2 separate regions of the Danio rerio genome follow, and region 2 is linked to region 1. Evidence: chromatin contacts called from public Hi-C data. All regions are on one chromosome and are shown on one strand. The core of a region is the stretch at or near the end of the contact, and the rest is flanking DNA. Distances in the headings are between cores, read along the strand shown.

Region 1 (6,677 bases), core at 1,987-4,486:
CCTTCATCGACTTTGTGAACCTGTATATGTGTGTAATTGATTTGGCCAGGAGTTCTAGAGAGGAAGCAGCACCGAAATCTATATCCATAAACCTGACTCTGTTTAGAGGAACAGTGGCTGTCTCCATCTGTTTGGCGTGCTGTAATGTTTGGTTTTAGAGTTTCAAATCAAACATTATTAAATTTCTAAATATTTTTGAAACAATATCAGACAGTATATTTGATACACTATAAAAATACTGGGTTGTTTAGGCCCAAAATTGGGTACAAAATGGACAAATCAAAACAACAGACATTTATAACTTAATTCTTATGAACTCTTGGGGATGTTTTCATTCACTCTGGGGTGATTTTGAGTCCTAATTTGGCCACAACTTTCGCTGTGTTTCAGAAAATTGAATGATTTTTGTTAACTAATCTTATTTTGACACATATTTTGGGAAAACGCTTTGAAAATGTTAAAAAAGTTAACAATACAAAAGCAAATTTACTACCCTTTTCGTTATTTTGGGGGCTGTTTTTGATTGCAAAGCAATTATGTATTCTTGATTGTTGGTTGTTTTTCCTGTTGGGAAGAGGTACAATTGTGTGTGTGTGTATGTGTGTAAATTTAAGATTATCATATTTAAGAGATGTTTATTTGTAAAACAAATAGTGTTTTTAATTTTTACTGTTGATCATCAGGTGCTGTGCAAAAAAAAAAAAAAAGCTTAGTTTCTGATTTAAAATGATATGGTTATATGGAGTATAGTGTGTGTGCATGTGTGAGACATTTGCACACATACTGTACCTTGATATGTTTGAGAAGATAAAAAAAACAGCTCAGTTCTCAGAACATACAGTAGTAAACATAGTTTTATTGACACACACTATAATTTGTCGTTTTACTCAATAGAACTCCATATAAAAGTCGGAAACGTTTTTTTTCCACAGGCCTTAATGGTTGATGCTGTCAACTGATGGTCAACAGTAAAAAAATAAAATAAAAAATCAGTTTAACCTCTTCAGGAACAGGAAAAACACCAACAATCCAGAATGCATGATTATTTGGTGTCATGGCTAGCAATCAAAACACGTAGTTGTAACGGAAGTCAATGGGGCAAAAACAGCCCCCAACATAACGATAAAGTGTGAACTGGATACGCAGCGAGTCGGAACTGCGATATGCGCATAAATATAGCAGCATTTTTTTTTTATTTGACACTGTACAACAGTAATATTTTTTACAGTACTGTGATGGTTGGGTTTAGGGTTGGGGTGGGGGTAGGTGTTAAAAAATACAATTTATTGGGTCATTTAATAGATGACATAAATGATACTCTGTACAACTACTATTTTTTTACATTACTGTGACAGTTGGGTTTCGGGTTAGGGTAGGGGTAGAAGTTAATAAAATACAATAAATGGGAAATTGAATAAATAAGATAAATAATTCTCGTTACCTTCCGGCCACAACCATATCCGTTCTAGCAACAACCCAACATGACAAAGGTAATTTGAACAGTACATAAGGGTTTATACTTTTGGAAGAGAATAGAGACATTTCATAAGCAAATGCAATAGCACATTGGGTCCCACTTTATATTGTGTCCTTAATTAATATGTACTTACACAGGAACTAATAGTTTGTTACAATGTACTTATTGTGTAAATACATGTATTTACTGTGTACTTATGCTTGATTTAATACCTGTATGTACTTACATCTGTAACTAACTTCTGTAATTACATTTGTAAATATACTGCTGACCATCCCCTACACCTTAACCCACCCTTAAACCTACCCATACCACCAAACCTTTGCATAACCCAACCCCTATCCCAACTCAAGAGCACCACAAGTGTTCTCAAATACATTATGATCACAGTAAGTACATTGCATTTATTTTTTGATGCAACTACATAGTAGTTAAGGACACTTAATATAAAGTGGGACCGCACATTGTAAAAATGATATTTTGAAGAAAATAGAACTATTATTTTGTTTCCTTGTGATTTTGAATGCGGCATTTGCACACAGACTTTTAATTTTCAGTAAGCCAGCTCAAGCATTTCCCATGAACCGTTATGTCATTACACAATCGCTGTGTTTAAGCAGTAACCTTCACTGTCTGACTGATATTTGATTTAAAGTGGGTCTCAGACCGGACAAGAAGCACTAAATTAAATTCCATCGTTCTGTTTTCAGTTGCTCCTGATGGCGCTTGCATCTTTTATCTCATTTAACTCTTGAACAACTAATTAATTGCTTAAATCAATTTAACCTATTATACTTCAATTACATTAAAACATCGATGCTGTAAAAGGAACCTTATAAAACTGAAAACATCAACCTTTCACTGAAAGTGTATTGGTTTTTAATAAACACTTGCTATGCATGTTGCCCATTTACTATCTGAATTCAATTGTTTCTGCTTAATTTTTTACAGTTTAGTCAAATTTTAGTGTTATGAGAATTTCATATATTAAAAGATTGCTTACATTTGTTAATTTCAATATATTATAATTAATAAGTGTGTAACTTAAAGATTATCTTGTTAAAACGATGTTTATTTGTAAAACAACACACACAAAAAAAACTAGGAAAAGTATTTTTGAAGATGTGAGGTCATTACAGTGTTTATTAATTATGTTTAAACATTTATTGCAAAAATTAAAGCTTGATTTTGTTTATATATTGTCATAAAATCGAACACAAATGAGGAAAAAAAAAACTTCTTTTGTCTTCACCTCCACATCAAATTACATTACAGTGATTTTCTTAAAGTCGTAGTATGTAATCTATTGTTTCAAACATATAAATGTGAAAATAAGATGCCACATTATGGGGGAAATAAAGTTTTATTAGCCTTCAATGAAAATGTATCAATTAAACAGTACTTATTATCAACCAGTACTTATTAAAATGTTATTTATTAAAATTATGGTTATAAATATATTTGTTGTATGCAAACTATTGTCTCACTGCACAAGATTTAGTGATTGATTTTATGAATCATGATCAAAATCAAAATCTACAATAGTCATTGTTTTTCAGGATAGAAAACAAGAACTTTGTATTTTTGTACTACACTTGAAACCCCTTTTGTCTTTTGACCCATTTACAAAAAACAGTGCCATGTGTGCCTGTCATTATTGAGAGTGCATGATGAATAGAGCAGCATATGGCATTGACTGATGTTGCCGTGTCGATACGGTGCGCTCGCTTGCTGATATGTAACCAGTCAGATAAAGTCATGTGTGGAGATACCTTATCTCTCACTGTGGACCAAATCAATAGACTGTCTCTACCTCTTCGCCGCTCTGTCCCTCATTTTCCTACGTCCCCATCCCCATTTTACCTTACAACACATTGTCTCTCTCTACTTATTGTTTTATTTCTCAGTTTTTTTCTTTTGGATTATTGAATGTTGAATCATTACATATTTGCTATTTTTTTTGCAACTACAACCTCAGTATTTGTAAGAGTATCGGTTTACTTATTTACAGCGGACAAACTTTTTCCAGCTCTAGTTCCCATGTCTACTCCCCATCATTTCATACCCTTTGTGTAATGTGAGACGACTTGCTGAAATTATGGAGAAAAATTATATTATAATTACCCTTCAGCATTATAATGGATTATTTCTCTATAAAAAAAAACATGCAGCGATCGGCTTCTGTGCTTCACGTTTGTGGGATCCATATCACACACTCTTTTGTGCCTCCCCTTTAAAGTAATGAAGCATGCGATGAGTGACACTTCATTACTGCGTAAAAACCCAGTGATCATTTCTTTTGTCCTGTATGGAAACAGAGTACTTTCCCTTCGGTTGAACTCAGTGTCACTGGATGGAAGTGTTTGCTATTGACCTCCCGGCCTATTTGATCTGGAGGGAGACTGAGCTAGGAGTTTGAAAAGGTGATGATGGAGGACAGAAATTACGTGAGACAGGGTTTTGGAGTGGTTCAGTAAACTGTACTCTAGTTGTTTTTAACAGTGGTTATACAATTTTGGTAACACTTTTGAATATGCCTCTACAAGTACAGCCATAATAGATTCACTGTCTCATCTCTGATTTCTAGGTATGTGGCATAGGTAATATAAAACATTCTTCAGAAACAGCTTTATTTGTTTATTTGTAACTACTGGAATTACCCCTCGAAATAAAAGCTCAGTTTTTACCTTATTTGGAATGATCATAAATATTAATGAGCTCTGCTCTGACGCTCCTTAGCTTGTCTGTACCTACTCACTGTTTTTCTCTTTGTCTCTCTCACACGCATGCACACACACACACACACACACACACACACACACACACACACACACACACACACACACACACACACACACAGAGAGAGAGAGAGAGACGGACGGACAGACAGACAGACAGACACAGGGCCCCATAATACACCCTGCGCAATAAGGTGCAAGATGTGTTTGGCCGATTTGTTGTTATTTTCAGACCAGCACAACCCTAATTTTTACATTTTGTTGCTTGTTTTTTATATAGCAAATCCATTTGCACCACTTTGTGGACTCATGAGTGTGCCTGTCTAAAAAGGAAGTGTGTTGTTGGGGCGTTGCTGTTTTGAAGAACTGAAATAGATATTTTTTTCAGTTTATTTATGACAGTTTGCATTTGTATAATGTAATTATCATTAGCAGTATGCAGTATTAGCAGTACTGAATAAATGTATAACTTGTACATCCTGCATTTTGTATTATCAAATATATATATTTATATATATACATACATACACACACTCACACACACACACAAACACAAGAACACACAGATGAAGTTGAAGAGTTATTAGCCTCCCTGAATTATTCGCCCCTTGTTTATTTTTCCCCAATTTCTGAGATTTTTTTCAAGACAGTTCTAAAGAGAATAGTTTTAATAACTAATTTCTAATAACTGATTTATTTTATCTTTGCCATGATCATCATTTCTTGTCGGCTTAGTCCCTTTATTAATCCGGGGTTGCCACAGCGGAATGAACCGCCAACTTATCCAGCAAGTTTTTTACGCAGCTGATGCACTTCCAGCCGCAACAGATCTATGAGAAACATCTTTGCCATGATGACAGTAAATAATATTTGACTAGATATTTTTAAGACACTTCTATACAGCTTTAAGTGACATTTAAAGGCTTAAATAGGTTTAGGTTAACTAGGCAGGTTAGGGTAATTAGGCAAGTTATTGTATAATGATGGTTTGTTCTGTCAACTATCAAAGAAATTAGCTTAAAGGGGCCTTAAAATGCGTTTTAAAAAATTTAAAACTGCTTTTATTCTAGCAGAAATAAAACTAATAAGACTTTCTCCGGAAGAAAAAATATTATCAGACATAATGTGAAAATTTACTTGCTCTGTTAAACATCATTTGGTACATATATAAAAAAGGAATATATAAGCGTTTTAGTCGCCCTGCCTCTTTCATTATCAAAATAAGAGTCACTTGTTTAATACAAGTTTAGATATACTTAAAAATAAGGGGGAAAATATTGTTTTAATCTTACTAGGAAATGTTTTAATCAAATGCTATTAATCCTTTGTACTTTGTCTGTTGCTAATGCAGTAATTATATAATTTGTACCTTAAACATGATTGCATGTTTGTCTCACAATCACAAAATAAGACACTTTCTACATTAATAAACTGTATATGTAGAATTTTGCATAAAAACGATAAAATTGGTTAACTGAAATTCTGCTCTGAGGCATATTAATTTTTATACAGTGCAAGGCATTCAAATAAATTCCTTAATGCACAACAAAAACATTTGTGATGTTGTTTCAAGTAGACTAAGTAGCAGACTATCAATACACACCATCAAAAAAAGACAACTTATGTTTCTTTATCAAGATACAATATATGTTTTATTTTTCCCCAGAGTTTATGTGAAATTTAAACTATTTACCACGCAGACCATTTGTGACATATTTTAGTTTCTTTAAATCAGTGGTCTCAAACTCAATTCCTGGAGGGCCGCAGCTCTACATAGTTTAGCTCCAACCATCTCCAATTCACATCTGCTTAATAGTCTTTAGTAGTCTTGAACACCTTGATTAGTTGGATCAGCTGTGTTTTGATTAGGACTGGAGCAAATCTTTGCAGAGATGCGGCCCTCAAGGGATCGTGTTTGAGACCTGCTTTAAATGGTCTTGTCTCTTTATCTGCAAATTAACTGCTCCCAATCCTTCTAGAAAAGGACAGATATTTTTAAACCCATGATTTAGATAATCTATTTTGATGTGTGTCTATCATGCTCACAAAAGTTTGTTTTCTGCAATTGTTTTAAAGCCTTGTCAGTTTAAACCCCTGATAAACTATATTCTAGTCACTAAACAATTAAACCACACATAGAAAGGCAACTGTCCAACAGCTCGTCATGTGAGGATCAAATTAATGTTCTCTTTAGCATCTTATTGTACATAAACTGTCAAATACACACAAGGTTATATCAAAAACCCACACTTCACATAAACACAGTTATGTATGCATGTAAACAGCTAGGAAAGGAATAGTTTGGCTTGTCTGAAACGCGTAGTCCAATTTGTCATCAAAATGTTTTAGTTAAATGACCTAGAGATCTGTTTGATATGACTGTGTATCTAAACACATCCATCTTGAGCAACAGGGTTTGTTATTGTTTGTTGTGTGTATGGTCTGAGGATAGGTCATTTATT
Region 2 (6,677 bases), core at 1,092-3,591, 81 kb after region 1:
CAGCTGTTGAATGACTCACTAACAGATCAACTGACCCACCATCCTCCTTCCCTAAACCCAACCGATAGTGTTTTCAAAAGCACCGATTGACCCGCCCACCCCCTTTCCTAAACCCAACCAAAATTTTTTAAAAGCAATTCAGAAAAAGAAAAGGCCTCGCCTGATTTTAACCACCTTTTCAAATTTTACCACAATCTCACCCTGTTAATAACTTGTTTATTTTATTTTATTTATTTATTTTTTTTTGGCTTCTGTTTTTGTCTTACCCGCTTTCTGGAATCATTCGAACCCCGTCTTCCTGTTCAACTCCTCTCTGCGTCTCAAATCCGCTGACCTAGCATTCGCTTAAAGACGAAATGATGAGCCCTTCTGAATAGAACCCAGTGTAAATCTCTAGTTAATGATTCGCTAATTTAAAAAATCCATTCAAAGTGTGACTTCAGTAAAAGATTCACTTAGTCAAAAGATACATTCAAAGTAAGACTTTAGTAAAAGATTCACTGATTTAAATGATTCAGTCAGAGTAAGGCTGCATTCCAGTCCAATTTTTATGCCCTTCACGCACTTCAACTTACCTTCATCTCGTTCCCTCAGATGTATGTTCTTGATTACATCACACTAGTGTCCACTACCGGCAGAGCATCTGAATGGGTTTAAGTGGAATCCACTAAACCCTTGAGCACTTGGAAGGTGCACTGTTGTGACGTCACAATCACATTGCATTCTGGGACATATAGATGCTGGAGTGGACATATGAAGTAGGCCTGGGCGATTATCGAAAAATAATCGTAATCTAATTTTTTCAGGTTGATTTTTTTGATTACTTTTCTGCCACATGTGGAGTCATGGGACCCCACTTTGTTAAGGCTGATTTATTTATTATTATACTTCTGCGTCAAGTGTTCGGCGCGATGCTACCTTTGCGCAGTCACACACCCATGCACCTCTCAAAACTTGCGATGACGCATAACGCAAGGTCTGTGATTGGTTGTTTGGTAGCTGTTATGAGGCTGAGTGGTGCGGAGCCCATTGAACGAGTGTTTAAAAGTGTAAAGTCTCGCTGACAAGCTCCACATGGAAACTTTTTTGTTTGTTTTTACCCTATGATTAAAGTTGTTGCACCTCGTCCGGTTCCCATCTCTGAGTTTTAGCAACCTTTATATTAAAGTAGCCTTTAGAAACAGCAAAACTCTATAGAAACTCGATACAGAGGAACATAAAAACCCGCTACCAGCTAACGTTTCGGAAATGTTGCAAAGCAACACAAACAGCACACAGAAGTATAAATGCACAGCTATGTGCAAGGCAGGCTCTCTGGGTCACGGCGATTACTCGACGCAGAAGCATAAACCAGCCTTTAAAGGCTTTGCAGCCACATCTGATCTCTGGTCAAGTAGGACGATGGACCTATTCTTGACCCTTACTTTGTACTACATTGACGATGATTGGAAAAATCTCTCACTTGTAATGTTGAGCATATTTACTGTACAAAACCTGTCAGTGAACTATGAGGGCAAAAAAAAATTATAAATAAAATAATCGTTCATTTATCGTAATCAAGTTAAAATGTTTAATTACTCAAGATTTTTATTTAAGGTCAAATCACCCAACCCTAATATGAAGCCGATTTGCTCCCTCAGTCAAAATCGAGGGATCAAGGGTATGTCCATATAAGCTTCCCTCATCCACTTAATTCCTTTGGACTCTCTGAGAGAACAAGTAAAGAGTAATTTGCGAGTACATGTCTGAAAGTGTATTGGAACGCAGCCAGAGTCTCCTGTAAATAATTCTCTGATTTTATAAACTGATCTGAATGGGGTTCAACGTGTGAATGTGTTTTCATTTTTTGGTATGACTTATCAGTGTAGTTATGAGAGCATGACAAGTTTTGGTCATTCAGCTTACTTGCAAAATAAACATTCATCAGTAAGTGTTTTTACTTTTATTATTTAAGTAAAATTAAAATTAAATACTTTTGTACCTAAATAAAGTTATATTTAAAAAGAGGACTTTATACTTCTTCACAGGAAATATTTGATTAGGGACTCTCTGTACTTTTACTCAAGTGCTTATTTTCTGTACTTTTTACCACCACTGATTAGTATATATCAAAATAAGTAGACAGGAATGGAGATGCTCTTCATTAATAACAGTAATCCGCGCTGGTGTGGCTGTTTATTCTGGTGCACTAACAGCAGTGCAGAGTGCAACTGTAATCTGCCCCTCTCAGTAAACAGCCTGTCATAGTAATGGCTCTGAAAACAAACGATCAGCTCACTTCTGGGGCCCCACCAAAGAACTTTAACACACATACGCCCTCTGGAAGCTTTTTCACCAGGGGCATACCTTCAAGTGAGGTGGAGGACGGCTTCCTGCATCCCGCCCCGCGTCTCTGTGTGTGTATGTATTTGTGTGAGAATGAAAGTTTGTGTGTGCCTTGGGAGCAACGGCGGACACCAGAGAGACATAGATTCAGGATCTCCATGGCGATAAGGAAGTCAGCAGGAAGGAGACATCCCAGACCCCTTCTAGCACCCAGACTGACAGACTCCCCCAAACTGACGCTGGACGCACACCCCGCATAAACACACACGAACGCATTCCATCTCTCTCTGCCTGCTTAAATGACAGAGGCTCTATTCATGTTTTGTGAAAAAGAGGAGAAAAATAACATCAGCTATATCCGATGGCTCGATAAGTGAGATGAAGAGAGGCCGGAGCTTCAAATGGCCGTCCTGACTAAATTATGATTTGCACTCATTTTCCCATAGAGAGCCCCACTGTTTAATTCCCCATGCAGCTGTGTTTCAGCTAGTTCTGCCTGTGAGATGAACGCTAATCATTATTTTTGTTTGTACGGCTCTATCGTTGTTTGTAATCTTTGATTAAAGTATGTTGTCCTTAGAGTTTTGACGTGTAGGATGTTTAAATTGTACCTCACAGATGGCAGCCACTGGTACTCATTGTGTTGTAGTCGTAGATGTTTACTTAAAGGCACAAATAAAAAAATGTATTCTGTCATCCAATGCTCAGCCTCTGTGTTGTTCCAAACATGACTTTATTTTGTGAAACTAACTGAAAGAAACTTCTAAAAATATATATTTGTTTTATGTATAGAAACTCAGTTGTGTCCATTTTTCATTTTGGCCCGCTAACAGTTTAAACTCTTACTGTTTTTTTAGCATCTCCAGCATGGGAGGTGGACATACTAACAATGTTGTTAAAGACCGCAGCCTTTGGTGTTTCCCTTGAGGTTGATGGTGTGAGGTGTACTTAGTTCTTAGGAGACAGATACATGACAATATTTTCAGCCAAAAACTTTAAAAAATTTTTTTTTAAATTTCTGGCCTAATATATAATACAATTTTTTGGTCATTCTCCTGGATGTGTAGACCGCATAATGTTTTGAAAATGTTGTCATGTAAACATGTAACTTTTTAAAAATGCAAGGGCTAACCCAGGCTTACTATAGATACATAGTATCTACATTTCTGGAGACAGCGAAATGTGTGACCAGCGATGCGTTTGCTCAGTTTTTGGCTGATGTGTACGCTTTTTGATGATCACAAATTCCTCTTGCGCATCCTCTTCTTGTGTAAATTCACCAGAGGGCGCAATACACTTAAGCCAACCAGGCCAGCTTGTTGTCGATTGAATAACTGACCAACTGACCCCTTCCCTAAACCCAACTCATAATGTTTTTAAAAGCAATCTAGAAAAAGAAACATGTGATTTTAACACAATTTTAGCCTGTTGTTTCCCATGTAGCAAAATTCATGTGGCTTAAATCCGGCCCACAACAGACACTTACATGCGGCCCACATATCGCATGGAATGATGGCTTTTGGGCGGTCTGATCCAATGACTGTAAAAAATATGGACGACGCGACAGCCCTTTTTCCCATTGAACGCCTTGAGGGCAAAACGCCTGCTTGACGGGCACAAACTGTCGCAAAAGACTGCTGAAATTGGAGCCTTGACATGCGCAGAAGGATTTTCTGATGGAGCCAGAGGAGGAGCCGCGAAAATGAGCAGAGTCGAGCTTCCAATCAAACGCTTTATGTAAAATCAACTACGCCCCCCGAACTTCTCAGCATGCGTTTGCTGTCATATCAACACAAATGGATGTAATAACGTTAACAAATATGAGGGTTTTATATATTCAATCGCGCCAGCTCCAGGCCGCAGCGCATAACTTACTCGCGGCGTCGCGGGCTGATTCCGGCTCGCTCGGCCGCCGCATCTGGCTCGATTGACTCGGGCTGGAATTGGGTAGTGGGTCCAGGCATCCGGAGTAGGTCCAGCAGAGGTAACGTTAGTCAGTCTGAGCTCTAAGAGATAAGTCTCCGGCAGGCGAGAATCTAGCCGGAACTGTGTTTTGCTATCTGGGTGGCTAGGCGTGTATCAGCAAACTAATAAAGCCCTAAAAAAGCCCTGAACTTAGCGAATAAACAGTGTTCCACCAGGATCATGTATGTCAGAAACTATAGTTTACTGCTGAACTCATTTTGTCATGGTAAAATAACACAGAAATCGAATAATAACATTTCAGTCTACTTCAGTCTCCTGCCGAAGCTCAGACGCCGCGCTTTGAGAAACTGTCAATCACAGCTGTCAATCACGACGACACGCCCAGCATTAAATTACTGCTAAAAACAAACTGTTTACAAAAATGAAGATCTGCACCTATTTCAGCACAATAACCAGTGCCTTAATCGACCAGAACTATCTTTCGGGACATTTTATTGCAAGTGTAATATTTTTTTTTATTTGGGCTCAAGTCTCCTTCATTAACACGGAGGAGGCGGGCTTTATGACTTGTACTGCAGCCAGCCCCCAGGGGGCGATCTAATGGCCGAGACCCTCACTCAAACGTAGGCTTGCGGCACACTTGGTCTGATCCTGTCTGCCAGATCTAGGCCAAACTTAAGCTATAGTAATACCACAAATCAGGCAGAATTCAACCACATAAACAAGAACTGACCCTATTCTGGGCCACAGTTTGCTTTTATTTTGGCCCAGATCTGGCCCACAGCAGATATTTAAATCTGGCCCACATACCACATGGAATGATAGCACTTGAGCAGTCCACTCCTGTTTGCCAGATTTGGGCCACATTTGCCATATCTTCTCTGGGCCACTTTAGGCTCACAGCCACATTAGTCAAAGCTTAATATGCCAAATATTGGCCAAAAGTGGCCCACATATTTAATAAGATAACTGGGCCACATTTGTCAAATTATCTCTGGGCCAATATAGGCTCACAGCTACATTAGCTAAAGCTTACTGTGCCTAATATGTGCCAAAAGTGGCCCACATATGTTTTAAGATAACTGGGCCACATTTGCCACATCTTCACTGGGCAACTTTAGGCTCAAAGCAACATTAGCCAGAGCTTACTGTGCCAATAAAAATTGCCAAACGTGTCCCACATATGTTTTTAAATAACTAAGCCACATTTGCCATATTTTCTCTGGGCCACTTTAGGCTCACATTCACATTAGCCAGAGCATACTGTGCCGAATATTTGACACAAGGGGCCCACATATGTTTTAGGATAGTTGCGCTACATTTGCACATACATGTGTAAGCCACTTTGGGTTTAGACCCAGATTATTCTTTAATACTATGCCAAATTATTGAAAACTGTTGCCCACATTTGTCCTCTGTCATTTGGGCCAAATTTACCATTTTCCACATGGGCCACATTAGGCTCACATTCAGATTACGTTTTGCCATAAGTGCTAAATCTTTTCCTTAAATGGCCCATATATGAATTGGAATATTTGGCTCCCTTTTGCCATTGTACAGGTGGGCCACTTCAGGCTTACATTCATTTTGTCTGGGCCAAAGGAAGACCACCAGTACCACATAAAGTGGCCCATATTCATATGCTATCTAGGTTATTTACGTATTTATTAATTTTGTGCTTTTATTTTACCTGGTCTCAGGAACCATTCTTCGCTGAACTCAAACCCAATCATTAGGATCAACTCCACTCCACATCCCAAGTCTACCAGCGTACACAGCGAACTACTGGACAAACTGTTAACACCGGAAAAGGTGTCCGTATAGAGGTAAAAAGTCAGCTGGTAGCGATAAAATGAACAAAATCTGTTGGCAGTGTCATACCACCCCAAATTGTTCGATTTCAAAGATGAAATGCAGCCACACATAGCTCTGGCTACATAATTCGCAATCTCTAGAAATGTAGACAGGGGTACGTATCCACATTGAACCCGTGTTGGCTACCTATATAAAAATGTTGGCTATATTATTGTCTTTAAACTGAGTCTTATAGGTGATCTCTGTATCACTCACCCCCAAAACTTCCCTTAAACTTCCCTCAAACTTCCCTCAAAACTTCCCTCAAAACCAATTCTACTTGAAACTGCTCCAATCAGGCTTCAAACTGGTGTTTTCAATATGGAAGGCAACCACATTAACAGACACTTTAGATCCCTGCCTCAAGTGTGCCCATTGAAGCCGAGTTTGGTTTACTTGCACAATTCTTACTAGCTGACCTCCATTACACTCACTCCTCTAAACCTCACTCCCATCCACCACACCAAAGTAACTCCACCGGTTCTGTTATCTCGCTTGTTATGAATCACTCAAATTCTAAAATAATATATCTCATGTCATGAGTCGTGTCAAAACGCTTTTGCTCCATGCCA

What was found. A called contact is a pair of places that touch in the nucleus more often than the background predicts.
Region 2: a contact with region 1 is called in a Hi-C map of hematopoietic stem cells, with 1.9 times the contacts expected there. The contact joins two enhancer-like sites. A contact is called at or near these places in 4 of 18 Hi-C or Micro-C datasets (caudal fin, embryo, hematopoietic stem cells and 1 more).

Annotation. Positions count from the first base shown.
Region 1 is chr12:25,245,970-25,252,646 of GRCz12tu, forward strand. No RefSeq gene overlaps it. Among named protein-coding and RNA genes, the nearest start is that of bambia, 100 kb to the left of the region's middle. Within about 2 kb of position 3,237, at least 4 of the 62 cell types and tissues checked have an H3K27ac peak or open chromatin away from gene starts, as enhancers often do.
Region 2 is chr12:25,328,035-25,334,711 of GRCz12tu, forward strand. No RefSeq gene overlaps it. Among named protein-coding and RNA genes, the nearest start is that of map3k8, 34 kb to the right of the region's middle. Within about 2 kb of position 2,342, at least 13 of the 62 cell types and tissues checked have an H3K27ac peak or open chromatin away from gene starts, as enhancers often do.